Regions from separate parts of the Mus musculus genome. Here region 2 is linked to region 1. Evidence: chromatin contacts called from public promoter capture Hi-C data. All regions are on one chromosome and are shown on one strand. The core of a region is the stretch at or near the end of the contact, and the rest is flanking DNA. Distances in the headings are between cores, read along the strand shown.

Region 1 (7,255 bases), core at 3,096-5,595:
TATAGTTTAGTTATCATTTGTTTAATGGCTAATATACAGATATAAGTGAATAAACACCATATTTATGACATCTTTCTGAGTCTGGGTTACCTCACTGAGGATGATTTTTTTTCTGGTTCCATCCGTTTGCCTGCAAATTACATGATGTCATTTTTTAAGAGCCAAGTAATCCTCTATTATGCAAATGTTTCATGTCTTTTAAATCCATTTTTTTTTTTTATCTTGAAAGGCATCTATGTTATTTTCAGTTTCTGGCTATTAAGAATAGGATAGCAATAAACATGTCTGAGCAAGTGTCTCTGTGGATAGGATGAAGCATCTTTTGGGTGTATACCTAAGAGTGGTATACCTATATCTTGAGGTGGATGAATTCCCGTCTTTCTGAGATACTGCCATACTGGTTGGATTCCATAGTGGTTGTACCAGTGTGTACTCTGAACAGCAGTGGAGGAGTGTCCCTCTTTCTCCACATCTTGCATATCTGGAACGAAACCTACTTGATCATGGTGGATGATCCTTTTGGTGCATTCTTGGGTTTTGTTTGCCAGTAATTATTATTTTTGTGTCTATGTTCATAAGGAAAATGTGTCTGCTGTCTCAGAATGAATTGTGTGCAATGTTCCTTCTGTGTATTTTGTGGAATAATTTGAGAAGTATTGGGATTAACTTTCTTTGGAGGTCTCGCAAAATTCTGCACTAAACCCGTATTGCGCTGGTCTCTTTTTGGAGTGGAGGAAGACTTTTAACAACTGCTTCTATTTCTCTAGTGGTTATAGATCAGTTTAAATTGCTTATCTGATCTTGATTTACTTTGATGAGTGATAGGATACAATTCTTCTCATTGGTTCTGCATTTTCTCCCATTCTCTACCTACTTGTTGATTCTGCTAGCTTACTGTGGTACAACTCTCTGCACCCCGAATGACTGGACCTGGAAGGAAAAAAAACCCTTCTAACATTTGTTTACCTTGCTTATATTACAATCCTTGGCTTCATACAGTGCTATACTTACTTAATCTCTGTTAGGGTTCCCTTCTGCTTCTAATATTTTCATAGTAAGAGCACAGAGAGAGCACATAGAGGGAAGAGTGGACAGTCAGTGGCTTCTCTTGTAGGTGGTGTACTGCCTGTCTACTTTCAAGATCTAGTTACAATCTCACCCAATTTAAAATATCTTTTGACTGGCCACACCCTTCTATTTTTCCCTCTTCTGGCCAGTTATGATTCTCCTATGGACTATAGTCTTATCTCTCTTCTTAATCTCTTTCAAGAGAGCACTGGGTAGCCCTCTTAAACCAAACCAGATCCTAAAGGTATCCAATTTCACTTACTTATCCAACTGCTGGGTTTGTCTGTCCACTAAAGTCTAGCATCCCTGGGCTTCCCCTGATCCATCATCACTGATTATCCACACCCCTCTCAAGCTACATCTTTCCATGACCAGTTCCTTCCAAGGCCCTATACCTGACGTCTGAGATCACTTTGCTTTTTCTGACTCCTCTACATTCCCTTTCTAGAATGTCTAACTGCAAGCTATCACTCTCTTCCTACATATTTATTCTACCAGCATCCTTTCTATTCACATCTGAGTCACCTCGGTCAATCATGCCCTTCCCCCTGAGACACAATACAAATCCTTTCCTGATACTATATGAGAGCTCATATCTACAGATACTCTCACTCTTTTCTTTTTTTCAATGGGTCTTCTCTTTGTCTCTCCCTTCTTCTCTTCCTTCTCTATTCCACTTTCCTGGTTAGTCTCTCATTTTTGCTCTGTCACTGTGGCTTATTTATTTAAGTGCTTGGTCTCCACTTGCTAGAACTGTTTGAGCTGGATAAATAAGTGTGGCCTTATTGGAGGAAGCATGTCACTGTGGGAGAGCTTTGTGGTTTCAAAAGCCTACATCATTCCCAGTTAGTGTCCACTTCCCTTCCAGTCTCAAGCTTGTGGATCAGATGTAAGCTCTGACTCTGCTTCAGTACCATGCTTGTCTACCTGCAGCCCTTGCTTCTCAGCATGATGGTTATATACTCCAAGCATCTGGGACAGTGGGCCCCCAAATTAAATGCTTTCTTTTATAAGTTGCCTTGGTGTCTTATAAGTTTCCATGGTATCTTTTTACATCAAAATAAAGTAACTAAGACAGGAATCCAAGATATTTTTGGCCCTCTAATGATTATGTAGAGACTGACCTCTCCAGAAACACCAATTTCTCTGGCACTGTAAGACACCAAGATGATAAATATAATGCCTCCTTAGAGTCTCTGAATGTCTTACAATATCTCCCCAATGACTCTTACCTGCCCATGCATGACAGCCTTGATCCATTGTCAGACCTTCACCACTGCACCCTGAATACATTGTCTTGCTATGTAACCTCAAATTATTGGGTCCTATCCATTTCTGACTCCTTTACTGGTGCACCCCAGAGTTTAACTCTCTACCCTATTCATTTACAGCTAAAGTCTACCCACAACCAAGACCTCCCACTACCAACCCCTTCAAGCAGCACACTGTCAAAAGAAAATGTCTGACAAGATGAAATCACTGTTTAAACATGTTGGTCTGCCAGAAGCAAGATCTTTCCCCACCTCTTAATACTCCCCACCTCATCCTTCCTCAACTCCTCAAGCATCTTTCTTTGTGACTCAGATAGCTACATATGCTTGCCAGCCAATTTGTCAGGAATCTCCACCCTAGTCTTTCAATAATACCCTCACATAAAGGTTCTCACAACCAGAAAGCTTCCATTTCCCCCAACAATGTCTGTTAAATCTACACTTTCAATCAAGGGGAACACTCCCCCTCCTGCTCATTCTGGTTGTGTTAGGCATCTCATCTTCCTTGGGGATAGGCATAGTAGGGGTATCTACCTCCACTTGCTATTTTCAACAAGTATCAAAGGCACTTTTTAGTGCCCTAGCTGAAATAGCAGCCACTATCAATATTCTCCCAAACCAAATAGATTCCCTTGAATAGGTCATTCTCCAAAACAGGAGAGCCATAGATCTAATGGAAGAAAAAGGGGGTGGGGCACGTGCCTCTTTCTCCAAGAGGACTGCTGCTTCTACATCAACCAATCAAGAATCATCTGAGACATGACAAATCCTCCAAGACCAAGCATTACACAAAACACAGGGAGCCTGGCTTACAGTAGGACAATGACTAGCTTGGGTAAGACCCCTACTGGGTCCCTTACTATGCATCTCCTCACTTAGATACTGAAGACAGACCCTAAAAACCCAATCATGCCCTCACTCAGCATGAAACAAACATATGAATATAGTGTCCCTTTCCTTTTTTATACTGTCAGGGTTGGGAATAAAGGGCTGGGACCTGCCTCCCCCTGAAGGTCCCTGGGAAGGAGAAAAGGAAAGTCTGTAAGTTGAATGTTGACCCTGCTCCCTGCAGAATCTCATGATACCTCCAAGTCCCTCCCAGCCTATATTTCTTTCCTTTACAGTGACAATCCCAAATGACAAGAACTTAAAGTCTGGGTCTTATCTCAATAGATCCAAATTAAAGAAAGAGATGCTACTGTGACACGGCCTAAAAGGGCAAAAAGCCAGACTGAGAACTGTCTTACCTACTTTACTTAAAGGCTAAATACTCAACCCCTAGTAATAAAGAATTCTCATCAGACTGAAATAATAGTTTTTTTTTTTCCATTCTCAAGACTGAATTAATTATACTCCATGTTTTATTTTTTTCCTGGTCTATTATATCCTAACTGATGTGTTTTATAAAGCCAAGGATATGTTTTATAGAGCATGGTATGATGCAGTGGGAGGGGGTTTCTCAGTGGGTCCACACTGAGGCATCCTCTTCCACGGAGGTACCAGCCATATGACAGGTCTAGTATAGAATAGAGTTTTTTTGAGGACATGGGAAGGGGAGTTGAGAAGGGAGTAGAGGTAGAGAAAGAGAGGGGACAGGAAAGAAGAAGGAGGAGGAGGAGGAGGAAAAGGAGGAGGAGGATGAGAGGAAGAGGAAGAGGAGGAGGAGAGGAAGAGGAAGAAGAGGAAGAGGAAGAGGAGGAGGAGGAAGAAGAAGAAAAAGAGGAAGAAGAAGAAGAAGAAGAAGAAGAAGAAGAAGAAGAAGAAGAAGAAGAAGAAGAAGAAGAAGAAGAAGAAGAAGAAGAAGCAGCAGCAGCAGCAGCCGCCAGCTAGGAATATGTGGAGGAGAAGAAGGGAGAAGGGAGTCAGAGAAAGAAAAGAGCCAGAGAGAGAGAGAGAGAGAGAGAGAGAGAGAGAGAGAGAGAGAGAGAGAGAGTCAGAGAGATCAAACAGTCCTGTTTAGAGCAAGCCAAGCCCACCTGACTGTTTCTTGGTAACTGTTGTGTGGAGTGTAGAAGGAATGCCAACACTAACTGCTTTTGAAGCACATGGGTAAACAAAGACAGTGAAAGCAGGCTTCCTGAAATGGTGGCTTCTTGTTCTCAGAAGACTGTGAAGAGAAGGCATGAGGGAACATGTTGGCTCTGAGTATCTAAACAGGGCAAATAGGTGAAACAGGAAGACACAGAGTCATATAAAACACCCACAACAGAGTCAATTTAACGGACTTCTAGCATTAGGCCTCTCTAATACTGAAAGGTTAAAGTTGCTCCCTTTCCTTTGGGGGTAGGGGTTGGTCTTCTGTCTTTTCCAAGTATTCAGTATTTTGCCTATGTCAGAGAAAAAAGTTGGCAATCCATTAGACAACCACCTGCACTCCTGTTATACCCTCAGTTCTTGGTTTTGTTCATTACTGAAGATTTTTCTTTACCTATGGATGCAGAGATAATTCCCCAGATGATAAGACATTCCCTTGAGCAATATATCCAAGGTGGGTAATACTAGAACTTTATGATAGTTCTTTTAATTTATGTGCTTATTTTATGTGTGTGTATGTTATAGTTACTGGGTTTATGGCAAATAAAATAATTTAAATATTTAAAAATGCAAATAAATTGAACTTACTTTATCCTGTGCCTCCAACACATTGTGGCCAGAATAGGCAGTCTTTCTTTTTAAACTATGCTCTCCATCACCTTAAATACTTAATGGCATATCTGAAAGAGGCAATTGCACAGTTTTCTACAAGAAAGGAAAGGGTAGATCTTGACCCTTGCTGATCAAGGCTGGTTGTGGCTCTTAACTCTTGCTGATTAGGAAGCTTTGTTTTGCTGATTAATGGAACTCTGGAATTGTGGGAGAGACATGCTACCCCAATTCCCAGTAAGATTTTGAGTCAGTTATGTTCCCATTAACCAAAGTAACTGTAGAACTGAGCAGTATGATGGTTGCTGATTTACAAGCAACCTATAGGTCAGGAAGCAGGATCTGCAACTAAGTTAACTCTAGATTCCTTTCAAATGGCCTTTCTTTTTCCTTTTTTTTCTGATTTCATTCTTTTCTCCTTTATTAGATTATAGATTATTAGATTGTATGCATTTAAAAAATTAATTTAATTTTTACATTCCATATTCCATTCCCTGCCCCGCATCCACCCTCCGACTCTCCACAATCCACACCCCCTTCCCATCCCCTGTCTCCTTGTGGATGCCCCCAACCCCACCTGACCTCTAAACTCCCTGGCGCCTCCAGTCTCTTGGGGGTTAGGTGTTTAATCTCTGAATGAACACAGACCTGGCAGTCCTCTACTCTATGTGTGTTGGAGGCCTCATATCAGCTAATGTATGCTGCCTGTTTGGTCGTTCAGTATTTGAGAGATCTTGGGGGTCCAGATTAATTGAGACTGCTGGTCCTCCTACAGGGTGGCCCTCCTCCTCAGCTTCTTTCAGCCTTCCCTAATTCAACAACAGGGGTCAGCTGCTTCTGTCCATTGGATGGGTGCAAATATCTGCACTTGACTCTTTTAGCTGCTTGTTGGGTGTTTCAGAGGGTAGTAATGATAGATCACTTCTTGTGAGCATTCCATAGCCTCAGTAATAGTGTCGGGCCTTGGGACCTCCCCTTGAGCTGGATCCCACTTTGGGCCTGTCATTGGACCTTCTTTTTCGCAGGCTCCTTTCCATTTTCATCCCTGTAATTTTTTCAGACATAAACAATTATGGGTCAGAGGTGTGACTGTGGGATGGCAACCCCATTCCTCACTTGATGTCCTGTCTTCCTGCTGGAGGTGGGCTCTATAAGTTCCCTTTTCCTACTTTTGGACATTTCATCTAAGGTCCTTCCCTTTGATTCCTGGGAGTCTTTTACCTCCCAGGTCTCTGGTGCATTCTGGAGGGTCCCCCTAACCTCCTATTTCCTGAGGTTGCCTGTCTCCATTCTTTCTGCTGGCCCTCAGGGATTCAGTCCTTTTCCCTGACCTGATACCAGATCAGGTTCCCCTCTCCCCCTGTCAACCCCTCCCCCATCTACTTTCCCTCCCAGGTCCCTCCCTCCCCCTCCACTTGTGATGGCTTTCTTCTCTTTCCCAAGTGGGACTGAGGTGCCCTCACTTGGGCACTTCAACTTGTTGGCCTTTTTGAGTTCTGTGGACTGTATCTTGGGTATTCTGTAGTTTTTATTTATTTATTTTTTGGCTAATATCCACTTATCAGTGAGTACATATCATGCATGCCCTTTTGGGTCTGAGTTACCTCACTCAGGATGATATTTTCTAGTTCCATCTATTTGCCTGCAAAACTCAGGATGTCTTCGTTAACCCTGAGTGGAATACCTTATACCAATCAGAATGGCTAAGATCAAAACCTCAGGTGGCAACACATGTTGGAGAGAATGTGGAGAAAGAGAACACTCCTCCATTGGTGGTGGGATTACAAACTGGTACAATCATTCTGGAAATCAATCTGGATGTTCCTTAGAAAATTCTAAATAGATCTACTGTAGAACAAGCTGTATCACTCTTGGGAATTACCCAAAAGATGCCCCATCATGCCACAGGGGCATATGTTCCACTATGTTCATAGTGGCCTTATTTGTGATAACCAGAAGCTGGAAACAACCTAGATGTCCCAGGACAGAAGAATGGATACAGAAAATGTTCATTTACACAATGGAATACTACTACTCAGCTATTAAGAATGAGGTCATCAATTGACCTTTCAAATGCATTCACTGTAATATGTTCTGAGACCTTAGCACAACTGACTCCGTGATGGAAGTACCATCCAGGCCATTAATCTCAGGGAGTGGGCAGCACCATCTGCCAAAATGAAAACAAAGACCTAATCCATCAATGGCTACAGTCCTGGGAAAGCCTCTAAATTATTAACCTTGCTTTTTGGCTTCTGTAGTTCCTCTTCTGG
Region 2 (7,255 bases), core at 1,766-4,265, 220 kb before region 1:
GGTGCTGGGAACTGAATCCAGGTCCCCTGCAAGAACAGCAAGTGTTCTAAGCCATCTCTCCAGACTTAAAAAAGACTTATTTTCATTTCTGTGTATACGTGTGTTTTGTGTGTGTGCACGTGTATACAGGTGCCCTGAAAGGTCAGAAAAGAGCATAGGAGCTCTTGGAGCTGGAGTTACAGACAGTTGTGAGCACCCTAACATGGGAGTTGGCAACTAGTCTTGGAACTTCAGCAGTTTTAAGAGTATCTTTCCAGCTCTGAGATTCTCTGTTTTAAGCCTGTAAGTAGCTGGGGTTACAGATCTATCACTAGGTCTGGCTCTTCTTATAGTCTACACTAAAAAAGGACTTTAGCTGGGCACTGTGACATACCTGTCACATATGCAGAACCACCAGGCGTTTACCCCTCTGCCCTTGACCATGTGAACTTAAGCTTCTGTTTCAAATAACTAAACTAACCAACCAACCAAAACCAGTACACAGCAAACTATAACATGCCAAATAATACACAGCAGACAGCACTTACAACAGTAGGACATTTTACAGAGAAAGTCTTTTCTGCTATCCTCACATTACGTGTAATAGCTAAAGAATATTTAACAATAAATGAGAAAGCGAAAAAATAAAAGGTCTGGAGAAGTAGTGCAGTGTTGAACTGCCTAGCACACAAAAGGCTCTGGTTCCATCTCTAAGCACTGAAAACAAGCTCCTCACAACAGAACCGGAAAGGTGCAGAGATAGAGGGCCTAGTGGTTAAGAGTACTGACTGCTCTTTCACGAGACCTATCCACGTTCCACTCCCAGCACTTGTGATGGTGCAAGGGTCCGTAACTCCAGTTACAATTATTATACCTTCTGGCCTCTGTAGGCGCTACGTGCAAGTGGTGCAGAGACATATATACAGGCAAACCTCATACGCTTAAAATCAATGTTTTTAAGCTGTGGAGGAAAATATTAAACATATGTCAGTAACCAAGCAATGACAGAGCTAGGGATACACTTCAGGGGTAAAGTATGTGTCTGCAGACATTCCTGGGTAAACAGCATGCAGACAGAGATCAGAGAACAACGTATGGGAATCGGTTATTTCTTTCTGCCGTGTGGATCCTGGGAATGGAACTAAGGCCATTTCACCAGTGCAAAAGGAGCAACTCCTACTCTAGTAGCTTATAAGCCGTCCTGGTTTCCAAAGAGAAAATACATATTCTGTTTCTCCTCGGTCCTTTGCTTAGTCTTTTAATCCTGACTTTTATACTGTCACATGTGCTTTCTCAACATACTGACCGTATAACAAATATGTCACTCAGATTTAACTCATGTAAAACAGATTGAGGCCGGGTGGTGGTGGTGCATGCTTGCCCCATCTCAATAAATGGTACAGTTATCTATCTATGTGGTTGCTCAAAACAAGAATTAAAAAGGGAATGCAGGGCATGTGGACAAAAATCTATATACTCTCAGCACGCCAGAGGTTGGGACAGAAGAATCCAAAGTTCAAAGCCATCTTTGGCTATATATGGAGTTTGAAGTCACTCTGAGCAACATAAAACCTTGTTTCAAACCCAAAACACACGCACATCAAAGCAACCCTCAGCATTCGGTGCCTGCAACTCCAACTCTTAAAAGTTGAGAAGGTTCAAGAGTTCAAGGCCAACCTGGGCTACAAGCTATCTCTCCCTTTCCCTTCCAAGGCTTGCTAATTCTACCTCCAAACGCTCATCTTTTCACTCTGTCTACTTCCATTTGCAAGGAGTCAATCCAGGCTACCGCAGAAGGCTGCATCCTGACTCCTCAGCACCCCCCCCACACACACACACACACACTTTTGACTTCTCCGGTGTAGTGGTGGGATTGTGCCACTACCTTCTCAAAACCTTTCTACGAGCTTCCTATAAAAAGTAAGTCTGCCAGATGTGGTGGTGGTGGAACCACACCCTTAATCCCAGCACTGGGAAAGCAGAGGCTGGTAGATCTGAGTTCGAGGCCAGCCTGGTCTACAGAGAGGACTGAGGTTCTGAGACAGGTCTATGTATGTATATGAAAGAGACCCCCGTCTAAAACGAACCACAGTTAAGGCACCAACCCCTCATCGGTTGTTTTGGTCCTACCTTTAAGGCAGACTACACAAATATACACACCCATAGTAATTACTTCTGGACACTAGAATTTCTTCTTTGTCCTTGTCTAAATTTTAAAAATATTCTCGGATGAGTACTTGCTACTTATTAATGGCAACGATACTGCTGAATAAATGTGTATTACCTTCTAGTTTATGTTATGGAATTTTAAAAGTGGGTTGTTTCTGCAATTAGGTATGTGCCTAGACAAAAATACTAGCAATATCAAAACTAGTAAGATGTTAGTGAGCTGCAGAATTATAGGACACAGTATTTTTTGTTTAACATAAATACTTGCATAATGGAGATGAGCTCTAAGCCTTATTGTCTTCTGCATAAGCACACCGAGCCGTGTTTCTGGTCAAGTCCTCACTTTCCGAAGCTTCCATAGGACACAGCACCGTCCTACGCTCTCGTGCAGACTTCTCGCAACCTTCCTAAGCCGCCGCAGATTTCTTTGGGCAAATCCAAACTTGCCGAGGCGACCTCGTCTCGGGACCACCCGCGGGTCACCGCGCAAGCTCAGCCGCCTCGGCTGCAAAGCGACCCGTCTGAGGCTGCGCGGCGAGAAGAACCCTCCCCACGCCGGACCTGGCTCTCCGCGGACCCAGGCGCCCACCCGTCCGCGCCGCTGAGCTGTCCGCGCGGCCGCGGTGGGGGAGGGGTGCACGTGCCCGCGCCAGACAATGCCCCGCACAAGACGCGCGCCCGCACCGACACTCACCCTTCCTGCGCGCCCAGCTGCAGCGCCGCCCTGCCGGGACCCGGAACCCCCACGCGGAGAGAAAGAGCGAAAGGTCTCCTCCCGTGGAACCGCCGTGCGAGGCCCGGGACGCGCCCGCGCGGAAGCTCACGACAGAGCAGCCCGCCCGCCGTCAGGCTCCGCCCCGCACGTCACCTCGAGGGCGGGGCGGCGCGGGCGCGCGCGGTGGGGGCGGGGTCGGGGCGGCGTGGCCGCGGGGGGCTAAAGCTGCTCCTGAACTCTGCGTCGCACCTTCAGGTTGACCGCTTGAGCCGGCCAACCGTTGTCTTCCTGCTGAAAGTTTGAGAGAATGCTGGTTCTCTTGTAGTCATGGCAATAGTAACTATGGTGACCGCACTGCTGAGCGTACCATCTTGCGTCACTGTGTTTAGTGATAGAGGTGTATATAGCAGCCGTAACCTAGTATCTAGTATCGCGGGGTAATACTTGTAGTCTGGAGACTGAGGCAGGAGCATCACAAGTACAAAACCTGTCTAGTTACATAGTGAATTCAAGGCCCTGTCTCAAAGTAAAAGTTATTGGTAGAGTGCTTGCTTAGAGCAATGCTGTGGGTCCAACCTCCAGCACCATAAATATATATATTAAACAAGCAAACAAAAAAAAAAAAAGAAAGAAAGAAAGAAAGAAAGAAAGGAAGGAAGAAAGAAAGACGTGGTGGCGCACGCCTTTAATCCCAGCACTTGGGAGGCAGAGGCAGGCGGATTTCTGAGTTCGAGGCCAGCCTGGTCTAAAAAGTGAGCTCCAGGACAGCCAGGGCTATACAGAGAAACCCTGTCTCGAGAAACCCTGTCTCGAAAAACCAAAAAGAGAGAGAGAGAGAGAGAGAGAGAGAGAGAGAGAGAGAGAGAGAGAGAATGAAGGAAGCAAAGACAGGAAGAAGGCATTAATCATTGTGAACCCATTTTAGTAGATGTAGCACCTGAGTGAGGTGTAGTGGTCCCCCCTCCCCCCTCTGGTCCCAGATACTTTGTAGACTGAAAGAAAGGGTGAAGGTTTGAAAACGTTGAAAACTTTTTTGTTTGTTTTGTTTTTTGAGACACTGTTTCTCTGTAGAAACATTTACTTTTGTAGATTTACTTAATGTAGATGCAGCTAATGAATGACAATCCATTAAGCCTCGGTTTTCCCTTTAAAATCGCTTGAAACCAGCTTTCTTCCATGATACTACACACCAAGACTTCCTATTACTTCTTCAGGACTACAGCATCCAGGCTGACCTTGGAGCTGCCTCAGACTTTTTCAGCTCTTGCTCATATTGTACAGCTTGTACATACTTACCACACAAGCTGAGTAGTGAGGTTTTTTTTTTTTTTTTAAGATTTATTTACTATTATACATAAGTACACTGTAGCTGACTTCAGACGCACCAGAAGAGGGCGTCAGATCTCATTACTGGTGGTTGTGAACCACCATGTGGTTGTTGGGATTTGAACTCAGGACCTTTGGAAGAGCAGTCAGTGCTCTTACCTGCTGAGCCATCTCACCAGCCCGAGTAGTGAGTTTTATTATATTTTATGTACATATTGTCAATCTTTTTATGCATTTTGTTTAATATGAAATATTTTAAAAGTTATATTCCTATATCCCCTATATCAAGGCTAGTCATGGGCCAGGAATAGTGGCCCACAACTCTGATCCCAGCATTTAGGAAGCAGAGGCAGATAGATCTCTTTGAGTTCAAGGCTAGCCTGGTTTATATAGTAAGTTCCAAGCCAACCAGAACTAAATAATGAGAACTGTCTTAAAACAAGCCCAGTCATGACACATAGTATAGATTCAAAACTGTCACATAGTTATAGACTCAAAAGCTGTGAACAGTGACAAAGACTAGAGACATGTATCTTATCCCTGGCCTCCTGATATTAAGGTCTATCAGGAGTAAAATAAGATGAACCATTTTCTCAACAATGTTTATTGCTTCTCTACTGTCTGGGACTCACTCCTATATATGTTAGTTGGGCACAGAGGGCACAGAAGTGCACAAAGCAGAATTAATTAGCCCTGATAAAAATTTTCAACCTCATAATGATTATCTTTCAGGTTAGCCTCCTAAGTGGTAGGATTAGAGACACATGCAGCAGCCTCTACAGAATTGCCGTTTGACAAGGAAACTGAACCTAATCTAAATTTAGACCAAGAAAGTCTTTTTTGAGCCTGAAGTGAAAATTCAGAGAAGTCTGGAAGATAAAAATTAAGTTCTTGGGGGTGGGTGTATGATATATGTGTGAGGCCCTGGGTTAAATTCCTAGCACCTATGAAATCAACTAATTTCATGAAATTGAATGACAATAGCCCCCATTGGCTCATATATTTAAATGTTTGGTCCCCAGTTGGTAGAACTGTTTTGGAAAGGATTAGGAGGTGTAGCCTTGTTGGATATGTGTCACTGGGAGGTGGGCTTTGAGGTTTCTAAATTCCGTGCCAGGCCATCTCTTTCTCTCTGCCTCCACCTTTTAGATAGATGTAAGATCTTAGTTAGCTACTGCCATGCCATCCCCGCTTTTTGCCTTGCTCCTTGTTATGATAGTCATGGACTTACCTGCTGAAACTGTAAGCAAGCAGACAATTTTTTTTTTTTTTTTTTTTTTTTTTTTGGTCTTTCAAAACAGGGTTTCTCAGTATAACCCTGGCTGTCCTGGAACTCACTCTGTAGACCAGGCTGGCCTTGAACTCAGAAATCTGCCTGCCTCTGCCTCCCAAGTGCTGGAATTAAAGGCGTGTGTCACCACTGCCCGGCTTTTTATTTATTTATTTATTTTTTTTTTTAATTTTAAACTGAGGATCAAACCCAGGGCTCTATCGCTTAGTTAAATCCCAACTCTGTAAGCCCACAACCAAATTCTGTCTTTATATGTTGCCTTGGTCACGGTGTCTCTTCACAGCAATAGAACAGTAACTAAAACATCAAGAAAGAGATTAAGGTAAGGTCAGGCTGAGTATATTAGAGTTAATTCAAATTTTGGTCAAACTCCAAGGTAAGCACATAGAATATCTATCTACATGCCTGGGAAAGTAGAAGCCCACTTCTTTGGTCTAACTGGAAAGCTGCCTAGTGTTCAAGTCACAATAGTAACTTTGGAAGAGGTGGTAGTCTGATGCGATGGAGCTGCTGTTTCTCTCTATGGCTTTCAGATGGCATGCCAGAAACCCAGATTTTGGGTGGAATTTGATAGTGCATGCCTATAATCCCTGCTCTTGGAAGGTAGAGACAGTAGGATCAAAATTCAAGATAATCCTCATATACATGGTGAGGATTATCAAACAATAGACATCTATATTTTTCTGAAGATAGCATTGCACAGCCCTTCTCCCTCTTGCATGCTTCTCCGAGCTTCCTAAACTTTACAGGGCGCGGCCCTAATGTCCCCTTTAGACTGAGTGCTCAGTCAGTCCTGACTCTCAACACCTTGAACAGCCAGGATTCTGCATTTGCCATTGTCCACTGCAAAGAAAAGGTTCTCTGACTAAGCCTATGAATATTATTTGCCTATGAGAATAAACATGACTATTTAGAAGGCAGTTTGGTGCCATGCCAATTCAGCTACACAACAGTAAGCCCCCCACTTAGAGCTTAGAACTCTGCAGCCATGGGTTTTTGGCTGGGTTTGCAGTACCAGGCCAATTCCGAGAACAATTGGCTAATCACTGTAATGGCAAACCTTGGTTGTGAACTTGACCATATCTAGAATCAATTAAAACCCAAGCATCTGGCCCCTCAGATGAGGCATGTTCTTAATTGGATGGTTTGAAGTGGGAAGACCACCCTAAATCTGAGCTGCACCCAGTGGCAGCCCACATGAGAAGGCATGGGAGAAGCCTTTGCTTGTTGCTGCCTGCTCTCACGGTCCCTGGCAAGTTCACCTATCTTGTTCCTGAGGCATTCCTTTGCTGGTATTAGAACCCACTTTTCTGAGATTCTAATGTAGTCTGAAGACCTGCAGCTCATTAAGAATCTCTGGAATTCCAGCACCAGATTGAGACTGCTAAAATACCCATTCTTGTGGACTGAACAACCACCAGACTCAGCCTTTCTGTCAGGAGAGGTTGAGACCACTGCCTGTAAGCCACACTAATGACACACACACACACACACACACACACACACACACACACACACACACACACACACAGAGAGAGAGAGAGAGAGAGAGAGAGAGAGAGAGAGAGAGAGAGAGAGATTCTCTCTCTCTCTTTCTTTTTTTTGGTTTTTCGAGACAGGGTTTCTCTGTGTAGCCCGGGCTGTCCTTGAACTCACTCTGTAGACCAGGCTGGCCTCGAACTCAGAAATCCACCTGCCTATGCCTCCCAAGTGCTGGAATTAAAGGCGTGCGCCACCACTACCCCACATTCTCTTTTTTAATCGGCTTACAGAAT

The links. Promoter capture Hi-C pulls out the DNA fragments that hold promoters and counts their contacts.
Region 2: a contact with region 1 is called in a promoter capture Hi-C map of the C10 cell line, with 2.8 times the contacts expected there. The contact joins the promoter of Yeats2 here to the enhancer-like site in region 1. A contact is called at or near these places in 4 of 39 promoter capture datasets (the 3T3-L1 cell line, the C10 cell line, liver and 1 more), 1 of 15 datasets of contacts at CTCF or cohesin (pro-B cells) and 2 of 9 other capture datasets (adipose tissue and liver).

Annotation. Positions count from the first base shown.
Region 1 is chr16:19,915,596-19,922,850 of GRCm38.p6, reverse strand. No RefSeq gene overlaps it. Among named protein-coding and RNA genes, the nearest start is that of A930003A15Rik, 35 kb to the right of the region's middle. Within about 2 kb of position 4,345, at least 2 of the 459 cell types and tissues checked have an H3K27ac peak or open chromatin away from gene starts, as enhancers often do.
Region 2 is chr16:20,136,823-20,144,077 of GRCm38.p6, reverse strand. It overlaps Yeats2 (YEATS domain containing 2), which reads right to left and starts at 3,015. Exons shown (of 31, transcript NM_001145930.1): 1 at 2,843-3,015.